Regions from separate parts of the Mus musculus genome. Here all the other regions are linked to region 2. A link is a contact called in public HiChIP or PLAC-seq and promoter capture Hi-C data. All regions are on one chromosome and are shown on one strand. Each heading gives the region's core, a stretch centred on a gene start, on an enhancer-like site or on the middle of the called end of the contact. The rest is flanking DNA. Distances are from core to core; before and after follow the strand shown. Region 1 holds the start of Tmem144 (transmembrane protein 144). Region 2 overlaps Fnip2 (folliculin interacting protein 2). Region 3 overlaps 4921511C10Rik (RIKEN cDNA 4921511C10 gene).

Region 1 (3,089 bases), core at 201-2,700, 310 kb after region 2:
TACAGGTTTAATAGCGAAGAAATCATTTTTTTTCCATTTTAATTAAAACAAGCAAAGCAAGTGCATGGCTAAGAGGACAGTGCCTAACCATTTAATGAGGTAGATTATTTTACAGAAAAGAAGGCTCCACTAAGGGGTATTGATGGGCAGCCACAGGTTTCAGCCTGAATTGGATGAATAATTAGTAGTGCTAATTAGAGCGCATGACCTCATTTGACTGCTGAATCAACTCCAGTCAGTTATTGCCTTAGATAAACGATGTTCGTTTACAGCACACGGCTCCAGAGCATTTCCAAAAGCACATGATCTAATTCCCTGTGAACCAACAATCCCAGACTGCCATAAGGAAGAGTCCATCTCGCGTTAAATCAGTGACATTTCTGTGGTAAAGAGAAGCATCATTACTTTACTGAACATGTATCCCCAACCCTTTTTTCGCACAAACCTAGCCCCAAATTATTCCTCTAAAAATCTTATTTTCAGTCTAGGTTGGTAGCAAGCTAACTTCCGGCACTCAGAAGGCAGAAGCAGGAAGATCTTTGAGATCATCGCCTGCTTGGTTTACATAGCTAGTTCCAGACCATCCAGGACAACACTAGTGTGACCCTGTCTTTAAAAAAGCAAGCAAGCAAACAAAATCCATTATTATTATTATTATTATTATTATTATTATATTTTTTAATAATACGGCATGCTCGGCAAACGCTCTGCTCAGCTATACCCGAACCCCGTTTTTACTTTGTTTGATTTGAGACAGTCTCGCCAAGCTTTTCTAGGCAGACTTTAAACTCGCTTCAGAGCTCAGTCAAGCTTTAAACTTGTGCTAGATCCCTCCCATTCATTTAAAATTTTTTCAAGTTTTAGTTAGACAATAGGACCATAAATATCACGTGGGTCAGGTAGCACGTGACCTGCCCACACGCGTTTACCTTAGACAGATTACCAACCAGGCAGCAGCTATCGAAATAGTTCGTATTTCTCCAAGGTAAAAGCTTTCAACATTCCGTGGAAAAGTCTCAAGTCCAAGGATTCTAAGGTTTACGTGTTAAGTATCCACTTAATATTTTATTAAGCTACATTCATTCTTTCTAAAAAATTTACTACTTTCGTTTCATTACTGGTATATCTGCTTTTTCTCCCGACTACTTTAAAGTTTTAAGCAGCTCCTCCCCTGCGTTTAAGATAGTGCCGGCGCTCGATCAATGCCGCCTGCTCTAGTTTAAAGATTTCATTTCTGGTTTCCTTTAATTTCCTCCAATCTGAGTGCAGCTTCGCCTGTCTCTGGGCTGACGTCACGAGTGCTGGCACTTACTTGCTCTGCGAGTTTTCCCGAGGAGCTGAAGGTTGCAGGGCGGCTCTCAGACCCAGGGGCACCTTAGACTCAGGTGACCTGGTGGGGTCTCACTGCGCTGACTCTTCCCTGGACGCGTGCGGACTTCCTGCCGGAATCTGAAGGGAGACCGGAGTCCCTCCCAGGCGGAGGCTCAGGACACCCTCCCAGCGGAGGGCTGGAGCTCAGTCAGGTGACTAAGGAGTCCTCAGGCCCTCTGTCAGTCAGCGAGTTAACTAGAGAGTGTCGTGCCCCCCCCCCCCCCCCCCCTTTAAAGAAGAGCTCGTTCAGTGAGTAGCAAGTCACCTTCTGCTAAACACCACACCTTTAATTGTGCAGTTTGTGGATGAGACAAAGCCGGAGCTACCTCACACAGTTACAAAATAAATGCTCATTCCATCCCGGTTTGCCTTTGTTGTTAGGCAATCTCTCCTAATTTGCACTCCCAACTCTCATTCCCCCTTTTTAAAGTTGAGACAGCTTATTCCGAAGTTGCCTAGACTGGCTTAACGCTCACTCCACAGCCCAAGTAGACTCTGTGATCCTCCTGCCTCAGCCTCCCATGTAGCTGGAATCATGAGCTTAGACAAATGTAAACAATTAATGTGTGCTACTGTAATGTGAACTAAATGCCTTTGTGGCTTGCTGGCACATTTCAGTAGACAAGGGAGGTGGCTTTATACAAATCCATACACTGGAGTTGCGGAAAATAAAGCTTGGCCCGGGAGGTAATTTCTTTGAAAATAGCTTCCAGGAAGCTTTCCTGTGAAACCAGGCTGTGCATCACGTTCCAGAGCAGTAGCTGTATCCCACCCCACCTAAAGAGCTGTAAGAATCAAGAGCAATGGACAGGAGTGCAGGCTTCGGACATCCGATTGAGATTCAGAGGTAAAAGCAACCACTAGCATATGATGTAGATTTACCTGCCTCTTCTGTAGCTGAAAACCACGTGTGTGTGTGTGTGTGTGTGTGACTGTGTGCGTGCGCGTGTGTGTGTATGTGTGCGCGCACGTCCATATGTGTGTCTGTGTGTGCGCTCGTGTGTGTGTGTGTGTGTGTGTGTGTGTGTGTTTGTGTGTGTGTGTGTTCATCTCTCTCTGTCTCCCTCTCTCCCTCTCTCCCTCTCTCTCTCTCTCTCTCTCTCTCTCTCTCTCTCTCTCTGTGCATGTGTTCGTGTGAGTGTGTGTGTGTGACTGTGTGCGTGTGTGTGTGCGTGCATGTGTGTGTATGTGTGCGCGCGCGTCCATATGTGTCTGTGTGCGCGCTCTTGTGTGTGTGTGTGTGTGTGTGTGTGTGTGTGTGTGTGTGTGTGACAGACCTCTCCTAGACAGCAAGGCTGTCTCTCTAGGCCGGATACTAGCACAGCAGAAGACACAGATGTGAACTTCAAGAAGAGGAAGTGCTAGGTCCTGGCCTAGTCTGAGTTTGAGGCAGGCAGGCCTCTTGGAGTGGATTAAGCTGACACCATCCACTATCTGGTCATGTGAGATTCACAAGAAAGAGAAGAAAAGTGGAGACGTTAGGAGATAAGGTTTCTTGAAAGGAAGCCTTGCTTTTCAACTCTACATCCATCAGAGAACTGCACTGGGAGGCAGAGTATCATGAAGAAAGAAAGAAGGTCATTTTCTTAAGAGAAATGATTAATTTAGTGATTGAAAAAATCGAGAAACTTCCTGTTTATGTGCACACATAAACAGGCAGAGATTTGCTTATTAAGTTTAACTTTATGTACTTTGCAATTAATTTCTTTAAATTTTTC
Region 2 (3,226 bases), core at 436-2,935:
TGATATTTAAAGTATGTGAAAATTATTAAAGTCATAACAAAAGAAGTTTATTAAAAGTTTGAAAACCACTCACTCACACAAAGTTTTTTGGGTTTTGTTTTTGTTTTTTACAAATTTTAAAGAAATTGCCATGATCCAGGCTATTATCCTTTGTGGATGGCCACCCCAAATAACATCTTGGGGATTTGGAAATCTAGAAGAATAAAAAAACAGAAGGGAAAATGTCCTAATGATGCAGTTTTGAACTCCCAGAGAAGACTCTTTAAAACAACCTGAGCCTACCCCATAGCTCAGCAGTAGCATGCCGCAGTCAGCCCTGGGGCTGCCTCCCAGAGGTGGAGCTCCACTTCCCCACCACTCAACCCTTCTTTCCTGACAGGAGCAGGTAAGAGCACACGTATCACAGTGCCATCCTCAGGGTCCTCATGGTCCTCACCCTTCATGACCTTCATGACCTCTTGCTCTATGAACAGGTGCCTTTGGAAGAGCAGAGAGCATGTGAACCACTCTTGGGAAATGACCGTCGGAATTAAGTTCCACTACTAGAGAAGTTCTTCCAGAGTACATAAAGGGGCTGGGAGACATGGCTCTGTGGTTAAGAGCATTGGCTGCTCTTCCAGAGGGTCCAGGTTCAATTCCCAGAAGCTATGTGGTAGCTCAAAACCATCTTTAATTCCAGTTCTAGAAGATCTGACGTCCTCTGGCCTTCCTGGCACCAGGCATGTAAGTGGTGCACAGAAATACAAACAGACAAAACAACCTATACATATAAATAGAATAAATACATCTAAAAAGTATATAAAGTAACTAGAAAGAATATAACAGGTCCAACTGTGCTCCTTATGGCCAACCTCGCTATTCAAGTTAGTTTGTCATACACATCCTTTTCACAAAAGGCATTTTCCAGAGTCGAACCAGGTTCTCCCTCAGCAGCTGGCTTCAGCACTCCCACAAAGCAGGTCTCCAGTCCTTGCCTGTCCTCTGGTCCTCTGTGTGCTAAGTTAAAGCTCAGAGCTTTACCTTTTGCCTTATAAAGCTCAGCGTTCCAAAAGAGGACACAATCGATTCCACACAAGTTGGCCCCAGCAGAGGTAATGAACACTTAAGAAGTTAAGATAGTGACAGACTCCTAAGAGCCACTACAGATACCTGTGCCTACCTACATCTTTTCTACAGAGGAAAGGACTTGTTTCTACAAGTCACCAATAACTACATTTCTCCTACGTAAAGCATTCTTGAAAACATAATTCAAATCAATAAAGCTTCTTAGAGTCCCGTGTGGTTAGTATTTTCCAGACTGAAACAGAACTAAACATTCATACCTGTGGTTGAGCACTGTGGAATTTGTGTCGCGTCCTCCTCTGGCACATTTTGGAATCTTTGCACATACAAGTGTCTTGAAAATCCTCCCAGCACCACAAGTGGTATCGGTCAGACATCTGGCTGACTCCTGTTGGCCTACTGGCCAGTTTGTGCTGTCTGCTGTACCACCACACATCTCCTGAGGGCATAGATGCTCTTCAGTTGATCCTGACCAGCAGTGTGGACTAGCCCACTCTGTAAAGTTCCTTCATTATCTGAAGGATATGCCACGGTGACGAGCAGCAGCTCCAGACTAAAGACCATTTCCCTCCAAGCACAGCACGTGAGCCCAGCTACTACTAACTTCCTCTTTTGGGAGCTTAAAAAAAGGGATGTTCATTCATCATGCAAATGAAGCCCAGGATGACTTCTAGAAGCGGATGTGCTCTCAGTAAACCCATAATAAAGTAGACAAGTACAAATCTCTCCCTGCTTTTTCTCCGCCTGCACTCAAGTGCACTCAACAGGTCCAGCAGCTTGCACTGACTCACACCATCTGCATCTCGAGCTGAGTTTACAAGCAGCCCTGCCTTCACTAGTCACGAGCCCAGCTCATGTGGCTCTGGGTAAACCTTCAGCTGCAAGGTTGCTCTGACATTGGCCGCACCACCCTCTTAATGGTTCTCATGTGAGTAAGTATCAGCTGACAGCTTCTACTCCACAACCTTGCAAAACTCTGTCCACAGTGAGTGAAGGATGGCTACCCACAAGAGTCGAATGGAGATCTTAATATGTAGAAGGAGACGTGTGGGATGAGAAGCAGAGCTGGGGCACACTCTGGCCATGGTATGAGTGGGGATGGGGGAAAGTAATGATGATGAGAGGCAACTGATGGTAAAAAGCCTTCTAACTCTTGCATTTGAATTCCTGGGCTTATTCAAGCTGAGAAAGCCCTGAATTACCAGAGCCCTAGAACAGTGCTAGCTTCTGACATCAACATAGCTCACCTGGATATGGGAGTGTTAGGAGATAAATTTGAGCTGGTGATCCCCTAAACACAGGTCAAGGCTAGAAACCAACAGCAGAGTGATGATACCAATTCCTTTTGCCTGGAATTAGGTTGAAGAAAGTACTACTGGGTCCATCCCTAAGGTGAGGTGAACCATTGGCTGGCTCTATGGTCTTAGTCCTAAAAGTATCTTTATAAATTACCCACTAATTTAAGGTAAGGAAAACTAGGGATGCCAGGCCCAGACCTCAGTTGATTTAAGACATTTTACATGCCGTACATTGGACCGGAACCCGCCACCCTCCATGAACTTAAAAAAAAAAAAAAAAAAAAAAAAAAAAAAAAGACTTCCCAAGTTTCAGATTGCAACACACCTATGACAATGAATTTTCTTCTCTGTGGCAACTGCTAAACTGATGGTGTGAAGACAGACCTAGAGTAGGAGAGAACGAATTCCTTTTTGCACGAAGTTTTGACCCCCGGGCACAAACTGGCCATGGGTTCTTTTTTACCTTTCAACTGTCTAAAATAACTCAAAAAAAACAAAAACAAAAAAAAAACAAACAAACAGGGAACATCCAAATATTATGAAAATTAGTTCCAGTTTAAGGGACAGGACAGCTGGAGGACACAAATGGCCTACAGCATCTCCCAGTCATCTGATGCTCAGACCAAACTTGCAGAAGAAATGAGAGGGCAGGCGCAAGACTGACAGGACAATGCTTTAAATATGGCATAAACTGCAGGGGTAGGTGGGAAGTGCAGGTGGGAGGATGGCACACACCTTTAATCCTAGCACTGGGAGATGGGCAGATAGATCTCTGTGAGTTCAAGGCCAGCCTAGGCTACAAATCGAGTACAGGACAGCCAGGGTCTGTTACACAGAGAAACTCTGCCTCAAACAAGCAAACAACA
Region 3 (3,273 bases), core at 257-2,756, 300 kb before region 2:
TGTCAATTTTTAATTAAAAATTAAATATAACAAAGAAATTTTAAACTATAAATATAGATTAAAATACATAGAATGTTACCACCTATCATATTAGTGTATTTTCCTATTTCAAAATCTTCTAACTTGTGGATATTAGAGGGAAACACGCACCAAATGATTTATTTGAATGCTCCATAGGATGCACCGCTACCTTTACCTGTGTAAAGGAACACAGGATCCTTTATAATGAACCATCTAATTAGTTTCCTCACAACCAATAAAGGCTCAAGAAGACAACTAAAAATCAAATATTAATATAATTATTCATAGCTGGCTTTATGCAACTGACATCATATTAAGTAAATTTATACCACAGACCTTTCCCCCTCCCACGGAAAGGAAAAACTTCTTCAAGAAACACAGACAGCTCTTTATGTGAACTTTTCAAGCTTGCTGACTGGATTCCAATGTTAACATTTTCCCCAGCTTCTGGAATATTCTGTGCACTTCCATGTTTTAAAACTGTGCTTGAAACTAATGCAAAATAGCCAACTGCACTAAGCTATAATAGAGCCTGAACATGAATATTTTTAAAATCCTGGTATCCAGTTTAGTATTCCTATGCATTGATATTATGCTTAATTGATTATTTTTATAGGAATATCATGTCAATAGCTGAGCAAACTAACAATCAAGATACTGGTTTCAACCTTACTATTTAAAGCTATTAGTATTTAATATAGTATATCCTGAGGTTACATGAAAGGTGGCTTGTTTATTTATTTAAAAGAAAACTATATAACACACACCACACATCTACTGGATTCGAGATATTTTCCACAACAACTCTCTATGTATATAATAATCACTAAAGAGAAATATGTCAAAGTCAGTTATCTCAATCTTGTGGGCTGGCCTGCTCAGGCTCGCTCTCTCTCCCTCGCTCTCTCTCTCTCCCTCCCCCCCCCCCCCCCCCCGTAATATGCAAGACTGTTACTTTATATCTGCTACAGAAAATTTCTCAACATGAAACATTCTCATAGTCACTTCACCCAGTCACATTCTTTCATACTCTTGCATTGGTCATGTTCACCCCCTGTGGTCACGTACACCCTCTGCCCCCTTAGCCAAGAAAAAGAAGAAAGTTGTGATACATGTTGTAATTTTGTATCCAGCAAACTTGAAACTGAAGTTAGGGTATGAGGCCTCACATGTACTCCTGATGCTGTTCCAACTATGACACAATCTTTCAACAATCACTTTTGCAGGAAACTAAAATTAAGGCCATGCTCAGAAGCAGCAGTTTAGGAGGAAAAACAAGACCAATTACAACATCCCATCTGAAAAAAAAAAAGGCTGAAGTCCTGTATGAACTACCATATACCTTTAAAAAAACTAAGCAGCAATTTTACTGGCCTCAGATCCAGGGGCACACATCTTATCTGTCCTGACATCCGCCCCAACAGCCAGCCCCTCACATGATGTTGGTGGCGGTAATGTGTCCACTTGCTTTTCAGATTTTCAGATCCTCTTTGCTTTTCAGTAAAGCCTTGTTGGCAGTGTTTCAAACCGCACCGACTCCTTGTACACACAGTAAGCCCTCAAGACAAACGTGCCGAACCAACGAATCAAACGGGTCTTCTGATTCACTGAAAAAGGTCCATCTACAGATCTCACCACATTGCTGAAACAGATTAACTAAGCCCTAAGTTTTCTTAGCATGCCATAGTTTACTAAATTAGCTTAATTTCTGAGTAGAGTGAACATGGTTTTTTAAATCAAATTCTTTATTTTTCTTATCTAAGTCTAAATTATTTTCTGCAAAACGTTTTCTAGAAAATTAAAAATTAAATTTCTAACACTCTCCTGCACCTCACTGGAGTTTACATTGTTTCTTATTTGCTTTAGGCAATCAGCTCACCCCTCCCTCTACTGTAGTCGAAAGCAATTTGATACTTCATCAAGACAGTTACTCAACACAATTACCACAACTCACATACTTCTCTGACAATACAAGAATGTCACCAGGATCGTCTATCATCATATAAAGACTAACACATAATTGTATTGGAACCTGGCCCCCAAAACTGCAATTTGATATCTGTCATAATTTTAGAGAGCTGAGAAATAAATAAAATATAACAAAATATTAGAATAATTTTCATTTAACTCCATAAATAAAATAAGTGAACCACTTATTTTAAATTCTTACAAATTTTAGAGGTATGATTAGTGTAAAATTACCTTTTCTGAAGTAGAATGAGGAAAAAACAGAAAAATGTTTTAATTACAATTAAGCCCTTTATACAGCCCAACATGAGATACAGTGTCTATCAGAAATAATTTCCATTTGGAACTGATGACTGGGAGAGAGAAAAGAAGAAGCAACAGAAAGAAGACTATGAGTCCACACACAGACTTCCCATCCCTATTGTCCAATGGTGAAAACCTATTACAACAGATAACAAGATGGACCAAAGAAATGGACCAAGCCTGACAACCTGAGTTCTATCCCTGTGGCCCACATTGTAGAAGGAAAGAAACTCTTGTAAATTGTCCTCTGACTTTACATAAGCCATATAAGCCATGGTAGGTGGGAATGTCAGAGAGAGAGAGAGAGAGAGAGAGAGAGAGAGAGAGAGAGAGAGAGAGAGAGAGAGAGAGAGAGAGAGAACACAAAATGGAAGGGAGGAAGGAAAACTAAAGCAATTCCTTGAAGTGTGTGTGTGTGTGTATATGGTCCACTCTGAGCACTGGTAAGAAGGCTGAGCTTGGTTTGAGTCAGCTGAGTACAGCCCAGAGCTCTGTCCCTCATATGCTTTCTATTACTGACCTAACAAGAGTTCGGCTTTAGACATGGTGGTAAATCTAATGCTCACTAAACAAGGTCTTTGGGAGGATTAAACGAGAAAACTAGCCAGAACCTCAGATGCAGTTCTGATAGATGTGGCTGCAACTGTGGCTGGCATTTCGGTGGGCTCGAGAACCATGCTCATCAATGTGCAAAAGGAAACTGACATAAAGCATATAACTTTAACGTGAAACATGTTTCCCTGGAATTGGAAAACTATTTTTAATAACAGTTTTTACTGTTAGCATCAGTAAGGTAATTTTATACTAAGACTCACTATATTTTCCATGAACACTTAAAAGCATGTTAGGGATGTAATGCTGGGGCTATGACACTCCTGATCACATCAGCTGTAATTATCTGTTCAAGACCATCTCCACAATACATTGCCTATGGTGGATTCATGGGACCCACCCCTCCCTGAGAATACATTGATGGGGGAT

What was found. Promoter capture Hi-C pulls out the DNA fragments that hold promoters and counts their contacts. HiChIP or PLAC-seq counts read pairs in DNA pulled down with a chosen protein or histone mark.
Region 1: a promoter capture Hi-C map of pre-B cells shows a contact between it and region 2, with 2.5 times the contacts expected there. The contact joins the promoter of Tmem144 here to the enhancer-like site in region 2. A contact is called at or near these places in 3 of 39 promoter capture datasets (liver and pre-B cells), 1 of 484 Hi-C or Micro-C datasets (the G1E-ER4 cell line), 1 of 115 datasets of contacts at active chromatin or transcription factors (microglia) and 1 of 9 other capture datasets (liver).
Region 3: a contact with region 2 is called in an H3K4me3 HiChIP or PLAC-seq map of bone marrow-derived macrophages, with 2.6 times the contacts expected there. The contact joins two enhancer-like sites. A contact is called at or near these places in 2 of 15 datasets of contacts at CTCF or cohesin (the NIH/3T3 cell line and large pre-B cells), 1 of 484 Hi-C or Micro-C datasets (spermatogonial stem cells), 5 of 115 datasets of contacts at active chromatin or transcription factors (bone marrow-derived macrophages, extraembryonic endoderm stem cells, lineage negative bone marrow cells and 2 more) and 3 of 9 other capture datasets (adipose tissue, liver and pancreatic islet).

What each region holds. Positions count from the first base shown.
Region 1 is chr3:79,841,459-79,844,547 of GRCm38.p6, forward strand. Tmem144 (transmembrane protein 144) reads right to left here and starts at 1,451. Exons shown (of 12, transcript NM_001379543.1): 1 at 1,313-1,451.
Region 2 is chr3:79,530,221-79,533,446 of GRCm38.p6, forward strand. The region is part of intron 1 of Fnip2 (folliculin interacting protein 2); the gene reads right to left. Among named protein-coding and RNA genes, the nearest start is that of Gm36442, 20 kb to the left of the region's middle. Within about 2 kb of position 1,686, at least 78 of the 459 cell types and tissues checked have an H3K27ac peak or open chromatin away from gene starts, as enhancers often do. A contact at or near this core is called in the G1E-ER4 cell line, bone marrow-derived macrophages, microglia and 1 more, where this site is marked.
Region 3 is chr3:79,232,750-79,236,022 of GRCm38.p6, forward strand. All of the region lies in intron 1 of 4921511C10Rik (RIKEN cDNA 4921511C10 gene), which reads left to right. It also overlaps a transcript of Rapgef2 not described here. Among named protein-coding and RNA genes, the nearest start is that of 4921511C10Rik, 21 kb to the left of the region's middle. Within about 2 kb of position 1,507, at least 79 of the 459 cell types and tissues checked have an H3K27ac peak or open chromatin away from gene starts, as enhancers often do. A contact at or near this core is called in bone marrow-derived macrophages, where this site is marked.